Regions from separate parts of the Mus musculus genome. Here all the other regions are linked to region 3. Evidence: chromatin contacts called from public HiChIP or PLAC-seq and Micro-C data. All regions are on one chromosome and are shown on one strand. Each heading gives the region's core, a stretch centred on a gene start, on an enhancer-like site or on the middle of the called end of the contact. The rest is flanking DNA. Distances are from core to core; before and after follow the strand shown.

Evidence for each region. A called contact is a pair of places that touch in the nucleus more often than the background predicts. HiChIP or PLAC-seq counts read pairs in DNA pulled down with a chosen protein or histone mark.
Region 1: a Micro-C map of embryonic stem cells shows a contact between it and region 3, with 2.3 times the contacts expected there. The contact joins two enhancer-like sites. A contact is called at or near these places in 1 of 39 promoter capture datasets (cranial neural crest), 1 of 484 Hi-C or Micro-C datasets (embryonic stem cells), 1 of 115 datasets of contacts at active chromatin or transcription factors (stem cell-derived neural progenitor cells) and 1 of 9 other capture datasets (embryonic stem cells).
Region 2: a contact with region 3 is called in an H3K27ac HiChIP or PLAC-seq map of microglia, with 4 times the contacts expected there. The contact joins two enhancer-like sites. A contact is called at or near these places in 1 of 39 promoter capture datasets (hippocampal neurons), 3 of 484 Hi-C or Micro-C datasets (cerebellar granule neurons, cortical neurons and neural stem cells) and 3 of 115 datasets of contacts at active chromatin or transcription factors (bone marrow-derived dendritic cells, differentiating embryonic stem cells and microglia).

The regions. Positions count from the first base shown.
Region 1 is chr3:79,546,603-79,551,381 of GRCm38.p6, forward strand. All of the region lies in intron 1 of Fnip2 (folliculin interacting protein 2), which reads right to left. Among named protein-coding and RNA genes, the nearest start is that of Fnip2, 19 kb to the right of the region's middle. Within about 2 kb of position 3,334, at least 16 of the 459 cell types and tissues checked have an H3K27ac peak or open chromatin away from gene starts, as enhancers often do. A contact at or near this core is called in embryonic stem cells, where this site is marked.
Region 2 is chr3:79,489,877-79,494,594 of GRCm38.p6, forward strand. It overlaps Fnip2 (folliculin interacting protein 2), which reads right to left. Exons shown (of 17, transcript NM_001162999.2): 9 at 3,400-3,601; 10 at 2,956-3,044. Among named protein-coding and RNA genes, the nearest start is that of Gm36442, 20 kb to the right of the region's middle. Within about 2 kb of position 1,280, at least 35 of the 459 cell types and tissues checked have an H3K27ac peak or open chromatin away from gene starts, as enhancers often do. A contact at or near this core is called in microglia, where this site is marked.
Region 3 is chr3:79,070,615-79,075,027 of GRCm38.p6, forward strand. It overlaps Rapgef2 (Rap guanine nucleotide exchange factor (GEF) 2), which reads right to left. Exons shown (of 24, transcript NM_001310536.2): 20 at 3,694-3,846. Among named protein-coding and RNA genes, the nearest start is that of Gm52609, 16 kb to the left of the region's middle. Within about 2 kb of position 1,262, at least 59 of the 459 cell types and tissues checked have an H3K27ac peak or open chromatin away from gene starts, as enhancers often do. A contact at or near this core is called in embryonic stem cells and microglia, where this site is marked.

The DNA of each region.
Region 1 (4,779 bases), core at 2,084-4,583, 480 kb after region 3:
GAAGTAAGAGCTGACACACACACACACATACACACACACACATACACAAACATACACACATACACATACACAAACATACATACATACACACACATACACAGACATACACACAAACACATACACACACATACACAGACATACTCACAAACACACATACACAGACATACACACATACACAGACATACACACATACATACACACACATACACAGACATACACACACACACAAACATACATACACACACATACATAACACATACACACACACATACACACACAGCTCCTTTCAGAGTGTGGACTCACAGATGGAGGGTAGGGAAGGTGTCAAGTCCAGTCAATTTCTACTTTTCACGGCTGTTGCTGCGATAATTTGTCTTAGTCAGGGTTTCTATTCCTGCACAAACATCATGACCAAGAAGCAAATTGGGGAGGAAAGGGTTTATTCGGCTTACACTTCCATACTGCTGTTCATCACCAAGGAAGTCTGGAACTCAAGCAGGTCAGGAAGCAGGAGCTGATGCAGAGGCCATGGAGGGATGTTCTTTACTGGCTTGCTTCCCCTGGCTTGCTCAGCCTGCTCTCTTATAGAACCCAAGACTGCCAGCCTAGAGATGGTTCCACCCACAAAGGGCCTTTTTCCCTTGATCACTAATTGAGAAAATGCCTTACAGTTGGATCTCATGGAGGCATTTCCCCAACTGAAGCTCCTTTCTCCGTGATAATTCCAGCATGTGTCAAGTTGACACAAAACTAGCCAGTACAATTAATTGACCCCTTGTCAACTTGACACACAAACACATCAGTAGCTAGCCTCAATCCTCAGTTTCTTATTCATCCCTAAGATCTAAACAACTGTAAAAGTCCCACAGTCTTTACATATTAAAAGTTCAATCCTTTTAAAATATCCAGTATCTTTTAAAATCCAAAGTCTTTTTACAATTAAAAGTCTCTTAACTGTGGGCTCCACTAAAATATTTTCTTCCTTCAAGAGGGAAAAATATCAGGGCACAGTCATAATCAACAGCAAAAATTAAACTCCAACCGTCCGATGTCTGGGCTCCAACTCACAATCCTCTGGGCTCCTCCAAGGGCTTGGGTCACTTCTCCAGCCCTGTCCTTTGTGGCACACAGCTTTTCCTCTAGGCTCCAGATGCCTGTACTCACTGCTGCTGCTCTTGGTGGTCATCTCATGGTACTGGCATCTCCAAAACACTGCATGACCCCTTCAGTCCTGGGCCATCAATTGCAACTGTGGCTGCACCTTCACCAATGGCCTTCCATGGCCTCTCACAGTGCCGAGCCTCAGCTGCTCTGCGTGACCCCTTCATGCCTTCAAAACCAGTACCACCTGGGTGACTCTTATACATTACTAAGTCCAGCCACAGCCCAAGGTACAACCTTGGCCTCTGTGCTCTCATAAAACACTTCCCAGAAGATGTCAATGATGCTGGTCTCTTCTTAATCACTGCTAATTTCTTAGCTCCAGCTAACCAGCATCAATAGTCCCAGTAATGCAAAGGCTTCACTCTAGTGGTTCTGGTATCTTGTTAATCACAGCTGATTCTTCAGCCTCAGCTAACCAGAACCACAGAATCTTCACAATCCAAAACAGCAATGGCCCTGAAAAGCGTCTTTAATCTTCCCTTGAAATTTCACAAGCCAGGCCTCCATCTTCTGCACTGTTCTCAGCATTATCTTCCAAGCTCCTATACAACATCCCACAGAGTTCTTTTAACACCGAATGGATCTTCTGGCCCGAAGTTCCATAGTCCCCACAGTCCTCCCCAAAACATGGTCAGGTTGTCACAGGCATACCCCACTATGCTGGTACCAATTTGTCTTCTACTTTTCATGGCTGTTGCTGCGATAAATCACTGAACAAAAACAACTTGGGGGGAGAAAGGGTTATTTGGGTTACACGCTATCAGCATCGAGAGATGCCCAGAAAGGATCAGAAGCAGAGACCAAGGGAGAAATGCTCCTTACTGGTTTGCTCTCCATGGCTTGTTCAGTTAGCTGGCCCAGATTCACTTGCCTAGGGACAGCAAGCACCACCCACAGTGACCTGTGAGCCCACCTCCATCAACTAGCAACCAAAAAATGCCCCACAGGCATGCCTACAGGCCAATCTGATGGAGGCAGTTTGTTGATTGAGACTCCCTCTTCCCAGGTTTGTCGAGTTGACAACCATGATTAGCCGTCAAACTACTGTGCGTAGACAGTCTGATTACTTCTGCAGCCCTAGACGGCTGCTTCATTCTTCGGATGTACCTTTAATAGCCTCAGCCTGAACCAAAGCAGCAGGTCCACAGGAAACTCTCATCACATCTGTCCTCTACCAGGCTCCCTACCCCACCCACCCCGCCACGATTAAGCTGCTCTCCACTATTCTTGAAGCTGGAAAAAACAGACTTTCCCACTTCCAGTCAAAGCCATTCACCTGTGGCAGAGTTTCCCCGGCACATTGTTTTTAGCCTCGACTCAAGATGAGTTTAGTCTAAAGGCGAAGAGGCCAAGAGGCTTGGGCCCCTGCACTACGACAACAGCGGCAGCAGCACACCTGATTACTAACAAAAACTGAATGCCAGGAAATCCTGAGAGTACGGTGCAGAGAGCAGGAGGGGGCAGGGCAGGGCAGGGCAATACCCAGATTAGAGGGGGGCTATAACAGGCACTGGCTTAGTGCTTTCCTGAGTGCAGCCTGTGGCCAGCGGGACCATGTTTGCTTGAGGAGCGCTGCGACCGGTCTTTTTCTCTCTGCTTCCTGCCCACCATGAGGAAGTTCCCCCTCATGCTCCCATTGCCACCATGTTTTACCAAGGACCTGCAACTAAACAGCCATGGAGTGAACCCTTCAGAAAAAGCCTTTCCTACCTTAAATTGTTTCTGGAGTGAAACGAGCCACAGTGGTACAAAAGTACCTAACATGGCAACTTCTTTAAAAAAAAAAAAAAAAAAAGACAAGAATGAAGACAAAGACTACGATTTGTGGGGATAGGAAGAAGGGCGTGTCAGCGACAAAGCCACCTTCCGTCAAGCGTGAGGACCTAAGTTTGATCCTGGGGCCCTAGATCAGTGTGGATGAGTTTGAACCGACTATCAAAAACTGTCCTCTGAGCTCCATGTGCACCCACACACATGCGCATATACCAAAATAAATAAATGATGTAATGGAAATGTTTGCAATCATTTCTTTGGTTTTCCGGCTTTTTAAAAACTCTTTTTATTTTATGTGTATGAGCGCTTTGCCTGTATATACAAATGTGCGCTGGGTGCACGCCTGCCTGGTACCTTCAGAGGCCGGAAGAGGATTCCCTGGAACTGGAATTACACAGATGGTTATGTGCTACCATGAGGGTGTTGGAACTGGACCCAAGTCTTCTGCACGAGCAGCCAGTGCCTGGAATAACTGCGCTATCTTTCCAGCCTGTTTTTTGTTGTAGTTTTTGGTTTTTGTTTTCTTGGGTTTTGTTTTGTTTTGAGGTTTTTTTTTAAAAAGCCTTTTAGGGACAAGGTCTTATTCCTTAGCCCTGGGTAGGCTTAAAATGATTATGTAGAGCAGGCTGGCCTCAGACATGCAGCATCCTTCTGCATCTGCCTCTTGCATGCTGCGATTATGAGCATGTGCCACTACACCAAACCCAAATATAGTATTTTTGGCTTTGGATTTAAAAAAAATATGAAGCAACTTTTAAAGAGACCTGTCCATAAATAAGAGGCCACTTCTTCTGGAGAAGGATAAAGTATACTACACTATCACTTCTAGAAGCTTCTATGAAGAAAACTAGCCCCCCCCATTTTTCTGTACTCCTCCCCCACCCCCTCACAAATGTCTCAAAATCAAATTATAGACCTACATACAAATTTTTAAAAAAAAAAAGAAAAACAGGCTTAGAGATTATTAACTGCCACATAAAAAGAAATAAAATCCTATGTCCACAAGCGGAAAGGGACCAGTGTCCCCTTTGAAGCAATCAGCAAAGAAGATCGCAGATGGCAGTTGACCTGAGCTTGGAAAAGCAATTTTAACCATGTAGTTAGTGTGAGGGGGACAAAAAAGAAAGTTTCCGAAGAGTTAAAGATGAACTCTGGTACTCTGGCAATATTAGCTATTATCTCTCTAACTTCATACATTATTATTTGGGAGTATAAGTACCTCAATGCAGCTTACAAATGCATTTATTCCCTTTTAAAAATCATTTCTCTTTCTAAGTTCCCATTTCTATTAATTATGTTACCATTCTCCCAGGTTACTTGATCTCAAAACCCTGCTGTGACTTTAAATATCACTATCTGGTTTTATTATTTCTCATGCTTATAGTTCACCCTTCCTCATTCCTACGTCCTGCCCAGTTACCCCTGAAGAGGTGCCTGTCCATCCATCCATCCATCTGTCCTGACAAGATAGCAACAGAAGCAGAGCAGCAGGAAAATAGTGCTAAACTCTGATGCAAATCAGCCTTAAACTGGACCAATCTTTGAAACTACACGAGACCAAAAGAAACCCAACCAGTGAGTGAATGGGCTCCTCCCATTCCTGAGGAAGATGGGGAGATATGGACATGTGCAAACGGACTTTCCCAAATGTTCACATCATACTTAACCAAGGCTCCCACATCTGAGTTTGTTTTGTTTATTTCAGGGATTCACTGGAGCTAGGCTGTCCTAGAACTCATTATGTGGCCCAGGCTAACCCTACCCTCTCCTTCCTTCTGCCTCGGCCTCCCGGATGCTAAACTTACAAGTGTATAGCCCGTGTCTTGCTCTAGGTATTTTTTA
Region 2 (4,718 bases), core at 30-2,529, 420 kb after region 3:
TCACACACACACACACACACACACACACACACTCTCTCTCTCTCTCTCACTCACACACACACACACACACACACACACACACAATAAAAAAGGTTAAAAAATTCAGTGTCCTTTTTCAGAATTTATAATCATTTTTGAAATCTATTTTTAAATGTATGCATACAAGCTTAGAAGCCGCACAGGTTTCTAGGACATCACACAGTCATTTGTAGGTGTTTTTGTGGTGGTGAGAATCCAATCCTGGTCTCTTTGCATGCCATACAAGCACTCAATCACCGAGTTACATTCTCAGCTCCACACAGCATTCTCATGGTAAAGAAATACAGATCAAGAGCTGGGCATACCAGTAATCCCAGCACGGAAGAGACAGGCAGGAGGCCTGAGTGTGAGTGTGAGTCAGCCAGCTACACAGTAAGACTCCATCTAGAATAGGTGGGTGGGGCACACACAGATACGCAGGACAGAGAAAGCACGTGCTAGGTTGAAAATGAGACTGCTAGGTGACTCAACTCTACTGATTTCTTGTTAACGTGCTGGCTTTCTAAATCAAACACCTATCTTGTTTTAGATAAGAATTACACAATGGCTCCTCCTCACTAGCATATGCCAACTTCTAATGCAGATATGTACATACTTAATGGTACGGTGAGGATGGGGCAGGCTCTGTTTTAAGCTACATGGCTCCCACATGTAAAAACTTACTCAGACTCTCCACGGCATAAAAAGGAAATTCAGCCCTGAATGAGTAACACAGATCTCTCCCAAATCAAGATGGAGCAGGCATACTCAGACTAAACTATGTAGCTGGGTACCGAAAGTGATCAGGACAGAACACAAACCTACCTTGGCAAAACCGGGAAACAAAAAAACTCCACACTCTCAAAGATAGCATTTACTGAGTTAAGAAGCTATGACTCCATAACTGGACACAATGCAGGGATCAAAAGATGCGGGGGACCCCATCCTCAATGAGTCAATCTACATCACAGCTGTCCACATGTGGCTCTGGGGAAGTTACAGAGCAGGGGTGGAAAGACTGCAAGTGCCCAAATACCAGAGATAGTGAAACAGTCTCTTCTAGAAATGGCCACATAAACAAGGGCAGAGCAACGGCAATATACATGGACATATTAACACTAGTGAGAAAAATGTATCCTGGGGTCCCACCCCAAACTAAACACCGTAGGCAACTAGTGACTGCTGGGAGAGGGAGAGTTAGCCTCCTCTTCTAGTGATGAGTCAGTCTCCTTATTGTTTGTCCACTGCAGAGTGGTCATCCCTGAAACCATCTACACAAGAGCAAACTCAGCAAGCCGTATTTCTCTATTTGTGCATATAGGCATGTAACAGCAGCAGTCTATCATCGTAAGAGTGTAGGGGTGAGAAAGACACATGAGAGGGGTTATCAAGAGAGTACATGGGAGGGGACAAAGTGATAGCATTCTATTTCAATTAAAAACATATCTGTACAAACAATAGCAGTGAAGATGATTATAGTAGCAAGGCATAGGATTTACCTACAAAATTTATGTCTCAGCTGGGTGTGGTTACACACGACTTTAATCCCAGCATTTGGTAGGCAGAGGCAGGTGGATCTCTGTGAGTTCGAGGATAGCTTGGTCTACACACTGAGTTCCAGGACAACCAGGGATACGCACTGAAAATGTGTCTCAAAAACCAACCAACCAACCGACCAACCAAAATAATACTAGTACATTATTTTGTCTGTTCCTGGAAGGGCTCACTGTCTAACTGTAAAAGTCCTCTATAGACACAATTTCTGGTTCTTTATTTTCAGGTTTTCACCTCTGAAAGATTAGTAGTGTGATTAGATTAGCATCCAGACACTCAAGCACAAGTCAGCTCCGAATGTCGCCACAGCAGGATGACACTGCTGCCCTCAATGAAGACAGCTTACTCAACACCTTCAAGGCACTCATCACATGATCAACATAAACAGTTCCTTATCTACAGCTGGAGGTCGGAAGCTGTAGTCATTTTACTTCAAGCAGCATTGAGCTCATCAGCAAGAAATGTTCTAACATTCTAGGAACTGCAATGTTTTTAACCCCTCAGCTATTTGCCACACTGCTTTTCAGTGAGACTCCATTCCCTGTTAAGAGACTGGCTCTGAGGAACTCAGATGAGCATGGGGGGGGGGGACCCCATCTGATAGCAGATCACCCTGCTAACCACACTTTGGGCAAGGGGTATAGAAAACCAGTGCTCATTCACAACAACTGGTGGAGCTCTGGATTAGTTAGAAACTGCTTTCAGTATCTGAGAAGGGACATCATTCGATTCACTATCCAGACCAGGGCGTGTACCACAGGCTCCCATGTGCACTAGATGTGCCCTGGCTAGGTCTCTACAACATGCACATATTTTCTTCATTCGTTCAGGGCACAGGCAGCACCACACACTTGGACCCCAGTTTTAACATTTGTACAAAGGATAAAAAGGCTTTGCCTTCAAAGTTTAATGGGACAACAGATATAAGATCATGAAACTGATTACAAGACATCTTTAAAATTAGTGTTCAGTTCATTCTGATGAAAACGATCCCATTATGCCAGACGTGGTAATGCACACTTTAATCCCAGCACTCAGGTGGCAGAAGCAGGAGGATCTCTGTGAGTTTGAAGCCAGCTCAGTCTAATAGGCAGTTCCAGGCCAGCCAGGACTACATAGTGAGACCCCCACTTTAAAATAAACACAAAACAACAACCCCACCCCAAGAACACAACAAACAAAAAAACTGACCCCATTAAGAACTGTCAGGCACAGAGAGAGTTATTACTCAATGTTTGGCTTTACGTACCCTGCTCTCATGGGTAGCGACACTAAGATGACTAAATATGGCCAGTCCCCCAACTCTTTTAAGACATAGACTCATGACAGTTGGTCATACTACTGCTCATCACTTCCTGTTGGATTTCCAACCTTGAACTTTACCTGAATTCTCCCAGTGCTTCCATCAGACGGCTCACATAGAACTGGACTCGGAGACTTGATTCAGAGATCTTCCTACAGGAGATCATGGCCTTCATGGAAGAGAGAGAGCCACGTTACTCTCTAAGAAGATATTCCTCTATGACTGGCCTGCTGACTCACTAATGAACAACGATGCTATAATACATTTAAAATATTGATGGTAATGACATTCTTCCTCATCAAAACCAGTAACTTCCTTCCCTACAGCACCCTGGTCTCTAGCCTTAAAAATCCTAGGGTCATCATACAGGACACTCTTTGACCGCCTTACGCAGGCCATCTCCACATAACGTGTCACTTTAAACTGCAAATCTCTCCCCTATTGGCCACTAAGTAGGTCACAATCATATCACCTTCCATTTCCTTATTTAAGTGTTTGCCTGGAATGGAGCCCGGGGCCCTTACCTTTTCGATTGCACCCTTCAGCCTGTTCATGTGAGATTCAAACAGGGGGAAGTGGGAGAAAAAGAAGTCCTGGAAATCCCGCTGGGCGGCCTCTCTCTCACACAGGGAAAAGATGATGCTGATGGCGATCTTCTTCCTTCTAACCATAGCTGGATTAGAGCTACACGTTTCTTCGGCCAAGCTAAATGTCTCATCAGTTGACCTGGAGGAAAATTAGGTTTGAAAAGCGGCCATGTATCACTGAGTCGCTGAAGGTAAGCTGTCTTGTCGTGGGGTGACACTCAGAATGCTTGTGCAGAATACCGAGAATTCAGCCGGCCAGCCATCTACCTCCAACTCATTCTCTTACTCCTTTATCAGGAAAACCAAGAGGATATGCACTTACCAACATTACACGTCTTACACACCACCCACCATCTTACCATCCAAAGCAGCTCAGACGGAAGCCAGTGGCAGCTTAAACGTGTGACTCTCACCCTTCTGATTGCACTGAGGAGTGGGAGAACACAGGGTCTAGCTAGAGAGGCACTCGTGGGGTAAAAGTCTTTGCTGTGTTGCACATGCCCAGTCACCTGAGCTCCATCTCTGAGATCCACTGAAAAGGCTCATGTGGCAGCACAGAGCCATGATCGAAGCATCCCCACTGCGAGTGACAGGCAGGGACAGAAGAATTGGTGGTGGGACACTCGCAGGCCTGCTAGCCTAGAATACGACACAGGAGAAACAAGAGAAACCTTGCCTCAACAAGACAGAAGGCAAGAACTGACTCCTGAAAGTTGTCCTCTCATGCTCACGGTGCTCTCTGGCACATGTGTGCCCTAGAATATAAAACAAACGAACCACGGAAACTCGGGTCCTTGTTTTTTAATGATAGGTAAGAACAGATGAGAGACTCAGAAGACGGGTCCTGTGGAATATTCATGCTTCGACACTCACTGGCACCATCCCCAAGGCTATTAATACCAATAGATGAAGTAACTCCTCTAAATGCTCCAAAGAGGCCATGTGATTAACTGACTGAGCACTCTGGAAAATCCGCTAAGCAGAAAGGCTCAACTCTCTTCTAATATGGTCAAAAGGCTCTGCTTCTGTAATAAAAGAATTACAGAGCCAATAGCTTCTTAATACCCGTCTTAGGAATAATACAATTACGCTTTAACCATGACTCTTATTTAAATGCTATGAAGAGTCACGAGAGCTACCACAATATCTACTAACAGCAAGAGGGAAAATAAGAAAAAAAAAATTGTTTTGTTCTACACCAAAGTAAAGGCCAGAGTATACTGCAAATTAGTATAACTAGCCTGTCACACAGCAGC
Region 3 (4,413 bases), core at 12-2,511:
CAACCAAACTCCATCAAGAAGAACCCATCAGTTTTAGAAGTATGGACCCAACTCTCAAACTGCTGACAGCAAGTGTCTTATTTTCTTTTTTTATTTTTCAAGATAGGGTTTCTCTGTATAGCCCTGGCTGTTCTAGAACTGGCTCTGTAGACCATTGGACTCAGATCCACCTGCCTCTGCCTCCCTAGTGCTGGGATTAAAGGTGTGCGCCACTGTGCCTGTCTGAGTGTCTTACTTTCAACAGATGTCAACAGATGTTTTGACTTTTCGAGAATGTCACCAAAGTCCACTAGGAAGTAGCCACACATTCTTTAGAGTTTAAGTGGAGACACGAATACAAGGATAAGACACGAAGAAGGTACTTTTGGATTCCTGTCATCTATTTTCTCAACATTAATATTGTATTAGCTGAATGACCTACAAGATAGCTGTTTTGAAGGATGTAGCATGCATTTCCTCAGCCCTGCTCTGGCTCAATACATGTTCATTTCCTGTCCTGAGAGGCTTCTTTGAAAGTCACAAGGTTCAGGGGGAGGGGGAACTTGCTGTGACAATTTTATATATTTAAATGAAAAATCCCTCAATCTTTCTTAGCACTCAATTTTTAAATTTCCATCATAATATAAGGCTGATAAACAGACATAATCACGTACAATGTAAATTTCTCCTTTTAGCCCAGGTTGGGGTCTACTAATCTTTCTGTTGCAGCTACCTCAATGCTGGGGTTAGGGTTGCACTACCTCACCTATTATAGTGTAATTTTCCCAAAGCCACTTACAAAACAAAAACAACAACAACAAAACTGGAGAGCACCTGAAGGTTAAATTCTGTCCCGTCAGTCCACACGGACCCTGATCTATATTTATTTCAAAGGCTAAGCAGGTCTTGATAAGGTTTAACATGGTTATTTATGGTCTGTCTTTTTATAAATCACACTGCAAGTTCCAACAGGCAATCTCTCCTCACAAAGTTTGCCCCATGCCTGATGCCTGGAAGGGTTCTCCCATTTTCTTAGCTAACAAGTCAACTAGCTTTCCCAGCAGGCTTGGTTCTATAAGCCCCACCCATCCTAGAACTTCTGGGAACACTGTTATTCTTGCTCCTGTTCTCAGTTCAAACAGAAAACTGCCAGGAGCCAGCAGACCTTAGCTGACTTCCACTGCAAGAGGAACGAAAAGAACTCCCGCGCACTCAGTGAGCTCTGGAGCCGCTGCACACAGACATACAGGAAGCTATGGTTAGACTGACTCCGCTCTGCTGCTAAACTCTGTCAGGAAAACAATCTCCTTTACTACTGCTGGACCACACATGCAATCGAAAGGCCAGGGGAGGGACGGGGGAGGGAGGGGGGAGGGAGGGGGAGGGAGGGGGGAGGGAGGGAGGGGCAACACTGGAAACTGTGGAAAGAAATTACCAGCTACTTTAATCTGAAAGAATATCAACCTAAGAACAGATGCAGTCTCTTGAAAACAAGAAAGACAGTCAAGACTCGTATTTGTATCATGAAAAATAAGGAACATTAATTGTTCACATTTACAAGGCTTCTTTTATATATTACTGTGGCATAAATTTCTATTTAAGTAGAAAAAAATATAAAAACAATTCTCCCTACACTTACAATCAGTAAAAAAGGGGGGGTGTACATATATGGCAGGCAGGTGGTGGACACTGGGGAAATTGCAGTCAGGCTGTATATAAGAAAATAAATGAATGAATGAATGAATGAATGAATGAAACCTATTTTTAAAAGTTTGCCAGCAATGGTGGCACATGACTGTTAATCTAGGACTCAGGAGGCAGAGACAGGGGGATTGCTGCAAGTCTGGGGCCAGACTGTTCTATATACATGGTTAGTTCTGGACCAGGCGGAGCTCATAAGATTTTTTTTTCTTTTTAAATAAAAAAAAAAAAAACAAAAAACACAAAATATTTCCTACTCAAAAACCAAAGTTTTAAAAAGTTATATAAGTAAATGCTGTCTATATCTAAAAGAACTATCAGGGAGAGGGCTGAACTCAGTTAACTCAAGAGTATAGTGTGGCACAGTGAAGCCTGGACAGTTAACCAGAAAGGATGTCTGTGAGGAGTCAGAAACTGAGGGAGAACACCACTGACTGTGTGCCCACCTGTGCTGCCGCCTGCTCAAGCATCAACCAGAGTCAGCAGAACAAGGACCAAAGTGTGGCAAAGGACACCAGAAGACAGACTATGGGGACAACAGAAGTATGAAAAGGGACTTAGAAGCTGAGGCATCTTAGCACCCCATGCCAGCTACTGCTCAGAGCACTATCACAGCTGATCTTAAACTGTATTTTGGAGTCATGGTGACACCCATATCACAGTATTGCATAAAAAGACATGAAGATCAATGGAACAAAGGGGGGGGGTGCAGAAACAAACCTGAGTTTTGACAAAAGTGTTTAAAACATATGCCAGGGATGTGAAGGACAAAACAGACATTTTGGTGTCTCCATTTACAGAGAATGAAATTAGGTCCCCATCTCTCATCCTATGCAAAGGTATATCCCAAGTACATCAAAAACCTCAATTTAATTCCTAAAGTAATTAAACTGCTTGAGGAAACTAATTCAAGATATAGGTCCAGGCTAGTATTCAAATAGCACCCGAAACAGTTCCAAGAACTGACAAACGGGATTATCAACTTCCCATAACAATAAAAACTAGCCACTGAGTGAACACAGCCAACAGAATGGGAGACAACCTCTGCCAATTCTATCTCAGACAAGTGTTGATATCTAGACTACATATAAAACTGGAAAAATGAAGCACCTCAAACCACAATGGCCACCAATAAACAAGCCATTCGGCTGAAAAAAAAAGTCCTCAAAAGGAAGAAACACACAGACCAAGTAACAAGTTTAAATTCCAGCATTCTTAGCCATCAGGGAGATACCGAGGCACCACTGTCAGAACGTCATTGAGAAAACCAGTGAGAACAAAGGCTAGTGAGCGTGGGGGGAAGGAGGGTCCCTCTTCACGGCCCTGGGGAATGTCAACTGTGCAGTCACCATGAAAATCAGTGTAGAGGTTCCTTAATAAATTAAACCAGAATTATCAATAACCCAGCTATACTCCTCCTAGCAAATATGCATGACTCCAACCTACAGGATATATGCATATGCATATCTACTGGAGCTCCATCCACAGTGCCAAGGATACGAAAGGCTAGATGCCCAGCAGAGGGGTAGCCAAGGAAATACGGTGCACATACACACTGACGTTTAAATCAGCCATAAAGAAAAATAAAACTATGACAAAAATCAGGAAACGGATGGAATTAGAAAATACTATCCTTGGCGAGAAAACCGAAGTTCAGAAAGACAAATGAATGAGTATTTCTTCCAGTGTGTGGCCCCGATCCTCTAATCTCTAAGGCTCATGCCTGCGGTTTGGCTGTAAGAAAACAGATAATCCGTCTGTCCTTCCCTGCGCTGTCAGCAGTCTTTCTAGCACACTAGTTGTAACACTAGCACCTGTCTTTTGACAGTTAAGGGGAACCACAATGTTAAAACTAGCATCATCTTTCCAAATGTATAACCAGATGAGGAAAATCCACTGTCACATGCCATCAGATCCTTTGCATAGAGCAGTGAAACTTCCACAGTGAACCTCTGTGGGATCCTCTGGACTAATGTGTGGACCTGCGCAGGGACAGCAGTCAGTGAGCCCTACCTTTCCTTGGAGAGCTCTGAGGTGAGGTGGGGGGCGATGAGAGCTGAGAGGACGCATTTGATATTGTATCTTCTGCTTGCTTCCTGTGACGCTCCAAACTCCCTTCTTCAGACAAGGACAGGATTTTCTTCAAAGCTTGTGGAGAGTTTATGCCTATAAAAAAAAACCCCAAAAACCAAAATAATTCAGGGACCCATTTAGAGAATGAAAAGGACTAAGGGTGTGGCTCAGTGACAGACACTTGCCCAACACACACAGGCTTTCCTATAAACAAGCAAACAAAGAGTGAAGAAGGAAAGACTAAATAGCAAAAATCCTTTTTTTGTGTCAATATTCAGCATTGCCAGTTTCAATCTATTTCTGACCTAAATGATCTGCATGCTCTTCTGGTGTACGAAGCATGGGACAGTTTCTGACTGGTTATCCATCAGAGCACTTGAAACCCTGCTTTTGATGTGTTCCTTGGATGTGAACTCCAGCCATCATAGTTACTCAGCTGTGTCTTACTAAGCAACGGTGGGGAAAAAGCTAGAGAACTGGACGTTTGAATCAAAGATGAAGGCAGACATCCTATTTCAATTCCAGTTAAGCCTCAAGTCTGAGTTAGGAAAAAGACATTTCAGTATTTTGGGAAATGTTGGTCCTGAGGAAGAAGACCATGGATGGAGGGTGGGTGTTGGTGGGAGGAGGAGAGACAAAGTAAAGGGACTAGAGTTAACA